2 separate regions of the Ovis aries genome follow, and region 1 is linked to region 2. A link is a contact called in public Hi-C data. All regions are on one chromosome and are shown on one strand. Each heading gives the region's core, a stretch centred on a gene start, on an enhancer-like site or on the middle of the called end of the contact. The rest is flanking DNA. Distances are from core to core; before and after follow the strand shown.

Evidence for each region. A called contact is a pair of places that touch in the nucleus more often than the background predicts.
Region 1: a Hi-C map of mixed tissues shows a contact between it and region 2, with 4 times the contacts expected there. The contact joins the enhancer-like site here to the promoter of SMARCA5 in region 2. A contact is called at or near these places in 5 of 16 Hi-C or Micro-C datasets (blood, hypothalamus, mixed tissues and 2 more).

The regions. Positions count from the first base shown.
Region 1 is chr17:14,773,577-14,780,693 of ARS-UI_Ramb_v3.0, forward strand. It overlaps USP38 (ubiquitin specific peptidase 38), which reads right to left. Exons shown (of 9, transcript XM_042234314.2): 3 at 3,669-3,798. Among named protein-coding and RNA genes, the nearest start is that of USP38, 9.5 kb to the right of the region's middle. Within about 2 kb of position 3,030, at least 3 of the 54 cell types and tissues checked have an H3K27ac peak or open chromatin away from gene starts, as enhancers often do.
Region 2 is chr17:14,460,027-14,466,907 of ARS-UI_Ramb_v3.0, forward strand. It overlaps SMARCA5 (SWI/SNF related, matrix associated, actin dependent regulator of chromatin, subfamily a, member 5), which reads right to left and starts at 3,533. Exons shown (of 23, transcript XM_060400631.1): 1 at 3,137-3,533. The coding sequence starts at 3,313.

The DNA.
Region 1 (7,117 bases), core at 1,780-4,279, 310 kb after region 2:
TTCCTCCCCAGAAAATAAATAAATATAAACCTTTTCTCAAACAGCTGATACATGACTGTGCCTGACGGGAGGAACAAATAGTTGTTTATCTCCCTTGGACGATTTTGCTAGTATTCTTGCTATATTAGCTCAAGTTTGAGTTTTGTGTAATGGATAACAAGTTTATTAACTGATGATCAAGCTCACCAATTAGAACAATAAACTACAGAAATCACTCCTCCTAAGTGATAATGTATTATAATGTAATTACTTGTTAGTAAGGTTTACTTCTGATAAGCCTGCAGATTTTCCTTCAGTGGAAATGGGGCACTGAGTAGCTGATATGACACATAATTCTCTGAGGCTAGTTAAATTTCCAACCAACAATCACCAACTGAAATTCTGCATTTCATCTGCCTCTTGCCTCTTCTGAATATGTTTGTGGTGGGCCAGGCCTCCTAAAATTTTAAACTGTGGCTGTGTTGATTGAGCTTCTAGTCCTGTAAAACTGAGGATCAGACCTTGGAGGAAGTCAGTAACCACATAAAGCACTGCTTTCCTGTGATGCCCTAGACAGAAAAATGGACAGGTTCTCAAAGTTACATTTTGTCATTTCTCACTTGCAATAACTGACAATCAAATAAATAATATGAAATCAAACCAAAACCAGTGATGCAGCTGGTTAAAAGTGGTAGGATTCTGGATATATTTTAAAGGAGGAATCAACAGAATTTATAGGGTATGAGCTGAGAGAGAAGGCAAAGCCCTAATTCTAGGGCAATAAAGACTGATGTTCGCCTGCTTCTGAAGTTCTAGAGCAGTCAGTGGTTTCAAACCATTTTTCTCCTTCTACGCTGCTCATGTGTGCAACAGACAGTGCGCTGGTGACACTGACACGTGACACTTCTCAAGTGCAAGAGTAACTTTTAACTTTCAATTGCTCGTTGTGATCACAAGTGGAAGTTTTGGTGAGACCCAAAACATGCTAAAATATACTCTTTGAGAGGAAATCTCACAGTATCAATTTTAACAGGACTCATAAAGCTACAGGAAAATAGATTTAGGACCAATCTATAATCTTTTCACAAATACAAATGTGACTCAATACTAAGTTGAAATTTTAAAACAAGGTTTTTTGAAGTAGGAAACTTGTGTCATAACTTACCAAATGGAACGCCTCTGGAGAATGCTGAAAACTAAGCAGCATGTGAGAAAGAACTGCGAGAGCACCAGGTCGCACGAGAGGAAACCAAAGGCGATTAAAAACCTGCCCAAAAGACAAGCATCCACTTTAAGGTCTGGCATGGAAACCATTATCCCAATCAGTGGCTACTTTCATTGGGCCCCAAATTATTGATGTGCTTATCTCCTTCCTGGGAAGTTTTATCATAACATATACAATTAAACTCTGGGAGAGGGAGAAAGTTAGGAAATAATATGACAGAGATCAAGGGAGTATAATGACCCCACCAACTCTTAAAACTACATCATCAAATAAAAATCTGTCAAACAATGTTTACAAGGTGATACTCCCTGGACCATTATTTGTTCAGAAAATACTTACTGACCATCTACTACTGCCTGGCACTATTGTATATACTGGGAAAACAATAGTGGATTCAAAGCAAACCTCTGATCTTAGAGGGCTTACTGTCTAGAGGGCTGGATAGAGGCAATTAAAAGTAACATGAGAGAAAAATGCTATGAAAGCGAGGCATGTTGAATAGGGAATGCTGAGTGGCAAAAGGCTCTGCTGTTTTATTATAGGGAATTAAAAAAAAAAACGCCTCATGATAAACGTGACCCCTGACTACAAAAAACTGAAAGGAATGAGACTAAGTCTGACAGATAACTGGGAGAAGGGCCTTTGCTCTGCTTATTATACTCAGCATTGCAAAAGCCCTGAGGCCTCCAGCCTGGTGGACTAGAGATATAACAAGGAGGGCAGTGTGCGTAAACAAAGCACGGAGATTGAGATTGAGGCAGTCACAGTGGAAGACAGGACGAGAGGAGCAGCAGTGGCCCAGGCTGGGGAGGACCTCGTGTGATGCCTGAAGGGGATCAAGGGCAGGAGCCACAGGGCTACTGCAATCAACATAGCAAGGGGTGATCCTTCCAAGGCAGGAAACCCAGATTTGATCCGTGGATTGGGAAGATCCCCTGGAGGAGGCCATGACAACCTACTCCAGTATTCCTGCCTAGAGAATTCCTTTGGACGGAGGAGCCTGGTGGGCTACAGTCCATAGGGTTGCATAGCGTCGGACACAACTGAAGTGACTTAGCACAACTGGTGCTGAATCTGCATCAGGGTGGTAGTGATGCAGCTGGTTGAGAGTGGTAGAATTCGGGATATATTTTAAAGGTAGAATCAATAGGATTTGTAAGACATGGGCTGAGAGAGCATGAAGAGACAAGAATAGCTTCAAGGTTGAGCCTGAGCACATGAAAGGCTGCTGCTGCTGCTGCTGCTAAGCCGCTTCAGTTGTGTCCAACTCTGTGCGACTGCATAGATGGCAGCTCACCAGGCTCCCCCGCCCGTGGGATTCTCCAGGCAAGAACAAGTTGCCATTTCCTTCTCCAATGCATGAAAGTGAAAAGTGCAAGTGAAGTCGCTCAGTTGTGTCCGACCCTCAGCGACCCCATGGACTGCAGCCCACCAGGCTCCTCCATCCATGGGATTTTCCAGGCAAGAGTACTGGACCCCAGCCACTGCCTTCTCTGACATGAAAGGCTAAAATAGTCATTTAAGATGGGGAAGACCAGGTTTGGGAGGGAAAAATCAGGAATTAGATTGTGGATAAGCTGAACCTGAGATCCAAGTATATAGAGAGCTGGATACATGAACATGGAGTTTACAGGAGAATAATGAACTAGAAATAAAACCCTATCAGTCATGAACTTAGAGACGTTGCTTAAAGCCATGGTGGCTGTGTGAACTGAGAAGAAAGGAAGCCAGAGGTGAACCTCGAAGGCACTCTAAAGTTGGAAAGATCACACCAGGACTGAGGAGTCAGTGAGCTAGAACAAAGTCCAGGAGAATATAATATCCTGGAAACTGAGAGAGGAAGGTGTCTCAAGAGGGAGTGACCAGCTATGCCAAATGACTAACAGGTCAGAGGAGAGGAGGCTTGAGAAATAACTCGAGTTAAGCAACACTGGAGAGCACAGGTGTCAAAGATCGTTTTGGCAGAAAAATGGTGGTAAAAGCTTGATTAGTTAGGATTTAAGAGCTAATGGGAAGACTGTGTTTTCATAATAAATATTTGAAAACAGCAAAATTATTATTATGACCTAATCTTAAGTAGCATTTTAAATTTCTAAAGCCTATTCAAAATTTTTATTCAAAAGAAAACCCAAAACTAGATGCTTTAAAGGGGACCACCCAAAGATAAAAAGACTTGTATGGACTTATATGGGTCTTACTTCCCAGATAGCACAGGTGGTAAAGAACCCGCCAATGCAGGATAAGTAAGAGAGAGATGCAGGTTCGATCCCTAGGTCAGGAAGGTCCCCTGGAGAAGGAAACAGCAACCCACTCTAGTACTCTTGCCTGGGAAATCCCATGGACAGAAGAGCCTGGGGGGCTACAGTCCACAGGGTTGCAAAGAGTCAGACATGACTGTAATGACTTAGCACACATGTGTTACATGGCTCTATACATTCCAAAAGATTAATATACTCCCACTTACCAATTCTATTTTCAGTAAAGTAACATCTATCAAAATAGTAAACTTCTGGACAGCTGCCAGTCCTTTCAAGAGCGCAGTCACCCATGTGTCTACGTGCTGAGCCAACGGCCAGGACAGCCAGTCAATCATCCTGAAAATTAAAGGACAACAAAACCAGTAGCACTGACAACAGCCTTGACATTATTCATTAGGAATAACAAGAGTAGCTACAGTAGTAGTTACAAAGTCACTCACTTTGTGACTCAATATTTACTGAGCTTGCATGTGAAAAGTACTATTGAAGATGTATTTCCAGTGTATTAATTCATTTAACCTTCTCATCAGTCCTGTAAAATTCATTCATAACCTACAGATGAGGAACTGAAACACAAAGAAGTAACTGATAAAAGTATTTAGGGACCCCCCAGCTAATAAATGGTGAATTGAGATTTTTAAACCAAATCACTCTGGCTTAAAAACCTGGTTTGTTTTACTATTTTTGTTGTATATATTCACCCAAACTGGATTACTGGATCAAAATCAAATAATACAAACAAGTGGCTGCTTGTACTCAGGGATTTCCAATCTTGTCAACTGACAGTCTTATATAACACATTTGTATAAAAATAATTTCTGATAATCATTCTGCATAAATGCAAAGTTTCTAATGTATTCTTCAGTAGTGTCAACTTATTAGGCAAATTTACTTTAAGAACAGTGCAAATATGGCTATCTGAACTAAGACATGCATATGAAGCAAAATTTCTCCTTTCTGGTGATTACAATCTAAATAAATATAAAATGTACTGTTAAAAAAGACTATATTTTGAATCGTGAAACAGGTCTCTTCATCTCTCTCAAAATTCTACTATACAAAGACAACAAAAAGAAATTTCAAATAGACAAAAGGGCACCAAGTATACAAACACTAAAATGGTCTCGTTCTGAAATAGTGAGCGCTCTTCTCTTTGAGTAGGGCTTTCTTGGTGGTTCAGTTGGTAAAGAATGCGCCTGCAATGCAGGAGACTGGGGTTTGATCTGTGGGTGGCAAAGATCCCCTGGGGGAGGAAATGGCAACCCACTTCAGTCAGGATTCTTGCCTGGGAAATCCCATGGACAGAGGAGCCTGGCAGACTACAATCCATGGGGGCCCAAGAGTTGGACATGACTTAGTGACTAAACCACTACCACCACCTTTTTGAGTACCAACCCAATTAAATGAAAATAAAGTAACATGGGGTATGATGGAAACTATCCCTTATGTTAGATATCAACCACAATGAAGAAGATGCTACAATGCTTCTGGAAGGCAACTGGGCCAAATGTTCATATTATTTGATTTTGATCCAGTAATCCAGTTTGGGTGAATATATAATAAAACAAATAGTAAAACAAACCAGGTTTTTAAGTCAGAGTGATTTGGTTTAAAAATCTCAATTCACCATTTACTAGCTGGGGGTCCCTAAATACTTTTATCAGTTACTTCTTTGTGTTTCAGTTCCTCATCTTTAGGTTATGAATGAATTTCACAGGACTGATGAGAAGGTTAAATGAATTAATACACTGGAAATACTGTGAATGTCTCCCTTCTAAATGTTACGACGAGGAAATAAATACATCCTTTGATTGTACAAAATGTAAAATACATAGTACATAAACACACGACCAAAAGAGCAACTAACACGTCAAAAGGACTGGCCCTCATATTGATATAAACTATCTCCATTAACACTGGAGCGTTATCTTTAGTAAGATTTTTGCTCTTAACGATTAACCTGTCCTATCAGACACGGAGTGGCTTCAGAGTTCATACTGATTTTACCACAGGTTATCTGTATGTTTCCTCTATACTCTACACACATTATTTCTTTTTCCCTTTCTTGTTTTTCTGGCCAACAATGATGGTTTTAAGTCATTACAGTTGTCCCTGAGAGCTGTTCCACACCTCTCAACTGTTGTTAACCTGGTTTTCCCAAGTCTGTGGCCACTCTACATACCCAGAGTAGAAAGTAGTGACATTTGCATTTGTGTGTGGAGTATATTCACTGCAGCACTGCTTACAATACAGGAAAAATGCAAAATTATCATAAGGAAATGACTTATATTTACTATGGAACATTAGGCAGAATTTTAAAATATGAGACAGGTCGATATGAATCTATCCACAAGGATCTAACACAAAAATATCTGAGCTATTATTGAATTAAAAAAGAAAAAAAAATGCTGGTAAATCTTTTTAAAAACTGATTTGTTTAAAAGAAAACATGAGTACATGTTTTATGTATATATATATATATATATATTTACTATAAATGTGTACATAAAAGCACTGTGGTTTAGAGAAGGAGAACAAGTGAGCACCTCTCTTTGGCTCTACAGACTCTTCCCCGTGGGGAGCACAGTCCCAGAGTGGAACCAGACTGGGCTCCTTAGCACACGGGGCCCAAGTTTCCCTTTAGCTCAGGTTCAAGGGGAGTACAAGTAAAACTGAGGGGGCAGAGTAGCGAATTCCACTTGGCCATGGCTTTTCACCATCCCTAATCACCCAATCAGCCTTTGCCTCCATCCTCTCCACTTCTAGGCTCCCCTCTCACAAGCCTCTATCTAGTCTTGACCTTATCCCATGTGTAACCCATGTCCTAACCACCCTAAAGATACTTCAAGTCAGAAGTAACACAAATTTGAAGCCCTGAGAAGGCAATGGCAACCCACTCCAGTACTCTTGCCTGGAAAATCCCGTGGATAGAGGAGCCTGGTAGGCTCCAGTCCATGGGGTCGCTAGGAGTCGGATACGACTGAGCGACTTCACTTTCACTTTTCACTTTCCTGCACTGGAGAAGGAAATGGCAACCTACTCCAGTGTTCTTGCCTGGAGAATCCTAGGGATGGGGGAGCCTGGTGGACTGCCGTCTCTGGGGTTGCACAGAGTCGGACACGACTGAAGCGACTTAGCAGCAGCAGCAGCAGCAGCAGCAGCAGTATTCAAAAAATATTCGAATCTCTATTATATAATAGATACTGCATTAAATGCTAAAAATATAACTCTAAATTATGATGTATGCCTTCAAACTGATAGGGAAAGTTAGGAAATATTCAACAGGCCACACAATAAGTAGCAGTGTTGGCATCTGAAGCAATGATCTCATTACCTGCTCTGCTGGCAGAAGAGACACTTTTGGCTACACTTTAATTACATTCTAGTCTTGCTTCAGTTTGATTGGATACACATAGGCTCAAATCCTCTCACACACAGTCACTCTAGAATCAGTTATTTTTATGGTTAACTACTGTAATCTTATCTACTGTGTATTGGTTACAATTTGAATTTTAAGGACACTTAACCCTGATAGGCTGACTTAATTTCCTACTATTTAAAGAACATTCAGTAGCTGTAATAAATCTTGTTTCCTCCATTAGATTGTGGGATTACGAACAGTGTTGTTACAGTTCTGTTTTGTTTTTTAATCTCT
Region 2 (6,881 bases), core at 2,283-4,782:
TGCTACATACTGTAACAAAGTTCAGTTCAGCTCAGTTCAGTCGCTCAGTCACGTCCAACTCTTTGCGACCCCACGAACTGCAGCACGCCAGGCCTCCCTATCCATCACCAATTCCCAGAGTTCACTCAGACTCACGTCCATCGAGTCAGTGATGCCATCCAGCCATCTTATCCTCTGTCGTCCCCTTCTCCTCCTGTCCCCAATCCCTCCCAGAATCAGAGTCTTTTCCAGTGAGTCAACTTTTCGCCATGAGGTGGCCAAGGTACTGGAGTTTCAGCTTTAGCATCATTCCTTCCAAAGAAATCCCACTGCTGATCTCCTTCAGAATGGACTGGTTAAATCTCTTACCTATGATTAAAAAGCTGAGGGGATGGGCCTGGTACAGCACTAATATAAGAGATCAAATGACCCAGATTCAAGTCTATCTTCAGTGCTAAGACCTTTACAAACTTGTATAACCTTAAGCTCATCACAATCTCTGGTCTCCAGAGTAAAAGTGACAAAGCCACCTACCTAGAATTCACAAAATGGTACTGGGATACCATGAAAAGCCGAATATATCCTAAAAAGAGTCAAGATGTGCTTTCCAATAGCAGTCATTAATTTCTTTCACAGTCTTAACTAAAACAGGCAAAAGATTTGGGTTTAGGACTCTTAAGGTCATATGGCTATTGGTATATAGTGTACCTACCTATCAGTCCAGGTAGGTATGAGAAATGAGAATGAACCAAGACAGGCCCCATTCAGGTTGCCAAAAAGATCATACTAATTAAAAAATGTGACTGCTCCCATGACCTACCAATACCAAGCAAAAAAAAAAAAGAAATAACCTAATACATAGGAAAGCTAACTAATGTTCCTAGGAAAGTGGGCTTTGTCAGAAAATAAATGATTTTGGAAAAATGCAGCTTAAAAACAAACAAACAAAAAACCATACTATAATATGAAGGAAAAAAACAAAAACTAGTCAGTGAAAAGACTGGTAAAAGATAAAATCACTGATGTTACTATCCTGAGAAAAGGAAAAATAATGAAGCCATTTTTCAATAAATGAAATTGTTAAACAACACATTTTTGGTAAAAATATGACAGGGAAAGATATTCGGGGAAGGGTCAGCTTCAGAGCCAGATGTGGGTTCTATCACAGATTCTACTTACAAGAAGACTCAATTTCCCCATCTGGCAAAAATACTACTGACAGTCAGCTGGTACTTGTTACAACATTACTGTTCATAGTTAAACTCTAATTCCACTTCACCTTAAAAACAGCAACTGAAAGGCAAAACATTTAGTTTAGGCTTTAAATTATTCCGCTTTCTGATATTTCCTTAACACTTCTAGTGAGACTGAGACTTTGGCTGCTACTCCAAAATTCGAATGATAGCCTCTTTTGAGAGGCTGACAACAGTGGACAGCAATTTGCAAAGAAGCGCGGTTCGTGCTCAGTCGCTTCAGCTTTGTCTGACTCTGCCACCTCGCCAGGCTCTTTGTAGCGCGCCAGGCTCTTCCGTCCATGGGATTCTTCAGGCAAGAACACTGGAGTGGGTTGCCATGCCTCCCCTCCAGGGGATCTTCCCAACCCAGGGATCGAACCCGCGTCTCTTTTGTCTCTTGCACTGGCAGGCGGGTTCTTTACCGCTAGCGCCACCTGGGAAGCCCTGAGAACTGCGTATTTAACACAACTGCTTTCAGTGTCAAACTTTCAAAGCCCCTTAAACAAGGAAGCGGGAATCCAAGTTAACCCTAGCAATTCAAAACAATCATTTAAAACCTAAAGAAAAAGAAAACAAGCAACACTGACATGAACTGAAAACAAATTTCAAGTCGCTGAAAGCTATAGAATACCAGAGGTCCTATTCCACCAAAACCCACCCTTACCTTTAAAGTTCTTTCAAAAACTAATAACACGTTACCTCACCCTAGATAAGGCCGCTAGTTACACAGAGTAGGACTCCACTGAACTGACTTATGACCTAGTACAGCACCCAAATAAAACTACTGAGCCAAATGCTCTATGGTAAACTGCCCTGCCATTTCCTTATCGTGTTAATTCTGCAGCAACATTCCCTTTCAGAGCAGTATTACCTTTGCTCAATCTATCCAAGGATGGAAAAATTCCAGAAATCTCTGGGTTGCGACTATAAAATATCTCAAAACAGATCGAAGGCCAAGAATAAAATTGGAAGGAGCAAGCAACACTTTGTTCCCAGACATCGCAAAACCTTGGAGCACACCCAAAAGACCCGCCTGGCAGTTCCCCAATCTCTCCACCCTCGCAGTACTGTTACCATTCCCTGACCCACCAGCCCCAGCCCAGAAGGTAGGGAGCCATAGAGAACGGTACCAATTTTCAAAATAAGGCCAAGGCCCCCAAAGAGGAAATGCGCTGGTCTGTAAGCAAACTAACCGCCCCTCACTCACTAATTCATTCATCCATCCATCCATCACTCCCCCCACAAAATGAAATGGGGGTTCAAGACAGCTGCTGCCGCCGTGGTCGCTTCCCTTCCCCACGGAACAGTGCCTGGGAGGAGCCTCCTCTCCCTCCGAGGGAGCAGCTGTGCCCCGCTTATCCCCACTGCGCCCTCGGCCATCCAGCCCTCGCCATTGTTTCTGCGAAACAGATACCGCCCCCGCAAAGAACGGGATGAAGAAAAGGAGGCCCAAGCCCTCGGATGCGCTGCTTTTAAATGCCTTCCCCACCCCGCCTGTCTACCCCCGTACCTAGAGGGAAATTTCCCTCGCCCTCTCCCCAAGTTTAGCGGAAAGTAAAATCGAGATTCAGAGATGAGCGAGGGAATTATGGGAGTCCAGCTTAAAAAAAAAAAAAAAAAGGGTAGATCTTCACTCGGCCTCAGTAATCAAGAACATGTGTCTAATAAGAGCGTTCGAGGATTTGGCAAGGTTCGCCAAAGAGACAAATAATATAAACGTGAAGTGCCAGAAATCCACTTGAGGTTGCCTGGATTGCTTACGCGCAAGGGTGAGAGCATCATTTCCGACCCAAACGGTCTGAGGCCGTGTTGGAGTGCGAAGGGGTGAAGTTTGGCTCTGCGTCTCATCACTAGTACAGAGGCGAGGGAACCAGTTCCTCCTCCCCATCCTGCCCTCTTTCCACACCACGAGCCGCCCTCACCTCCATCTCCGAGTCCGCGGGGCCGGCGCTGGCCACGGAGGGAGCCGCCTGGGCTGCGACGCCCTCGGGGCCGCCTTTGTTGCTGCTGTTGCTCCCGCTGCCGGCGGCCGAGGCTGCGGGCTTGGAAGGCGCGCTCTCGGGAGGCGGGGGTGGCGGAGGGTCGGCCGCGGACGACATGATGTTCCGTCTGCGTCACCCGCTGCTGCCAGAGGCCGGGTCCGGCAGGGAGGAGGAGGAGGAGGCCTAGGCCTGGGTGGCTGCGTCGCAACGAGCAGATGGAGAAGCGAGAGGACTACCCGAAAGCCCCCTGCGCCGCGGCTCGGCGACGAGCCCAAACCAGGCCCAGCAACCTCCCCCTCTGGTCGCCCTCCTCTTCCGCGGGGCTCCGGGTTCGACCGGCGCTTTACCCCACGGCGGGAATCACGTCGACGAGAGTGGGCGGGGCCACTCGGGTCACTGAGGTCAGGGAAGGCGGGCTGATTCACAGGAGGGCGGAGGGTTGAGGGAAAAAGAAAGGAAAGCAAAGGAGGGACAGAGACTGGGAACTGGCTTAGCTGCCTCCTCTTCTTCCTCTGGTAGATATCATCTATCTCGCCAGCACTCAGTTCTACTACCTACGCCACCGACTATCAACACTCGCGAGATTGATAGTTGGCTACATGACTGGGCTCCGAGTGCGCATGCGCATTCTCCCCTCTTTGCCCTGGGCCACGCCTCCTTCGAGGCCCCAGAGAGCTCTTGGGTAAGGAATGGGCGGGGCCTCGAGGGAGAGATTGGAGACGTAGGTTTGTCCGTCGGCTTCCCGGCATGACGCGAGCGCTGTCTTCCAGGCGTTCTTAACGGCTCAGGGTCCACCGGCGCCTGGTCTGCTCTGCTTGGCAGGGATCTGCGGCACTCCCAGAAAACTTGCCCAGGTTTTGCGCCGCCTACTGCAGTATAGAGGCCTGTGCAGGCCTTAACACTTTCGCTGCCGCCGCTCATAGGTGTGACGCCAATGTGTTGAAGATGGTTTAGTTATCCCAGTTGACGTCTCTTAGGTTTTGTTGTCTAAACAAAAGGGCCCGTTGGTGTAATATTTTTTTGTCTACACGTTAGCTATAAGAATCATTTCTAAATTCCTTCTACTTCTCTTACAGAGTTAAACGATATTTTCTCTGAATTTACGTGCTAAACATAAGCAAACTGCCCATCACCATGTGAATGAGAGTCATAGATAAGAGTCATAGATAATCGGTAGATAAGAGAGGCCATGGGCTGTATCTTTTGCTCAACCACTAAATATTAAAATGTACAGACTGCTGTGCATTTCTTTCTCCTTAAGAAATACTTCGAATAATTTCCAGTGGTTACGCCTTCCACTGTCCTCAACATAGCCTGTGGGTCTTGCGCACGGATCTGCTGCAGGTTATCAAGAACATCGTGTTCTACTCAATAGAAAATCGTACTGCTGTGAATTGTTATCTGCCCTGCACAGGCTCTTATCCATCTTTGTATCCCCATATCCAGTATTCTATCAGTATGTATTGAATAGCGGAGACACACTTTTCAAGAGTTAAGATTTGAGCAAACTGTTGATTATGTTGAATTTCAAATAGAAGAGCTCTCCTTTGAATCTGTAGCCTGCAAACTTTTAACTGATCAAATGATAATTTTTAAGTTGAGATCTGGAAAAATGCCCCCCAGCCCATTAGAAATACTGTTTGTGAGACTATAAGGAACCATCTAAGGATATATGAACAGAAAAATACACAAATGATGTTTGTTGTGGTCTTCACCTGTTACTGCAAAAAGCCAGCAGTAGTGAGTCCAACATAGAAAGTGTGATTTTAAAGCTGTTGTACACCCACACAGTGAACTATTATTTATCTTCAACAACCATTAATGTAGAAGAGTGTTTATTATATAGTGTTAACTGAAAAAACTTAAGTTGAAAAACATGAATGAAACATTGTAAGGATAATCATAAAAGTATTGAAAGTGATTGTTGTTGGTATATATTTCCTAATTCTTTTTAGGTTGTATTTTTATTTTTTTCTAAAGTGAATCTGTGTGTTACTATATCAAGAAACTTATTTTTTATATTTAAAAAACACTTTTACCAGAAAAGATGATGTGGAAGTAAAAATGTCTAGGGTAACAGACACTGACATACAGACACTGAACAAATACTTATGAACAGATATTTAATATTGACATTAAGAAGAAAGCATATAACATTTAGTATTCAGAGTATTTCTTCACTCTACAGGTACATATCTTGGATCTTGGTTTAGAAACCCTAAAAATATACTGAATATGTAAATTGATGAAGGCTGACAATTTAAGAAAAACAAGTAGCAAGACAATAAAATTACCTCTAAAATGACACCTGTCTTTCTTAACATAGACATTTATACTATGAGTGAGTTTCTCATGTGAGCATATGAAAGCTGTATGAGAATCCTGTGGAGGTAATTATGGAGGAAAGATACTTAAAAGAAAGGAGGAAGAGGAAACAGAATTTTTGAATCCAGTAATCTAACCACAGGGACAGAAAAACATTTTGAGCAAGGTCTAGGAGCAGGGAGGAAGGAAGCGAGGAGCTACAGAAAAGACAATGTTTGAAAACTGAGGTATAGGGACATTAACTGAGTGGCAGACAGTAGTGCCCATTAAGTGGCCAAAGGACAAAGGTCTATTGTTCTTCAAATGCTGACAGGCTAAAACTTCCAGCTTCCAGCTGGTTCTGAAATTGATAGCATTATATAAGATTAGTGTAGTTAGAGTAGGTTGGAGAGTCAGGCAAGTCTGGAATTTCATGTAGGTATGAGAACTTAATATTTGTGTGAATTCAGGCAAATTACTTAACTTCTTTGAAGTCAGTCTTTTCCTCATCTTTTTATTATAGTATTCAAACTTTATATTTGGATGACATTCTTATAATAATGTTGAAAACTATAATAATTATAACAATAATCATAAGATAATGTTATATTAACCTAATTATAACATAATGATGTCTTAAGAATTAAATGAGATCGAGTATGCAGGATGTTTAATACAGTGCCTGGTAGATACTGAGCTCTGGGTTCAAGTGTTAGGTATTCTGATACTGAAGGATCATAAGCCTAAGGGTCAAAGAAGGATCATCCACTGTGTGTGTTTTTTTTTTAATAAGGAGGAGGGTAAAGGGAATAGTGTCATGAAAACACTAGAAGGAAATACTTCTTTAAACATGTTCCCAGAAATAAATACTATAATGTAACGTCATGATAGTTTATCTCAAATATGCAAATACCTGTTGTCTACACCGAAAATTCTCTCTACTGGATTTAGTGTGCTAGAACGGTATGTGCTGTGCTGAACAGAGTGGAGCAAACAGATACTTGCCAGAGGACAATCAATGCCAAAGAGCTAGGACTCTTTCAACATTTTGGCCTTGAATGGTAACAAAAAGGATTTTATTAGGTTTATCAAGAACACAGGAGGAATATGCTGAGCCTGTCTTTATCCCATGCTCATTTTATTTTGTGAAAGCCTGGGAAAGTAAGTCTGGTTACTACATGACAACAATGAAACAGTATTGAGTTTGTGAGTATCTTAAGAATGGGCGTTTCCAACACTAGATACCGATGATCACATATACATCTTTTTCAGAATTCTCTTACTCAGGTCATTTGCCACATGAGGGGATTTCAATTAAAGAAAAGTATTAAGTAAAGTTCCAATGCATCTCCCTCATGTTTGGTCACCAGGTCATATCAGT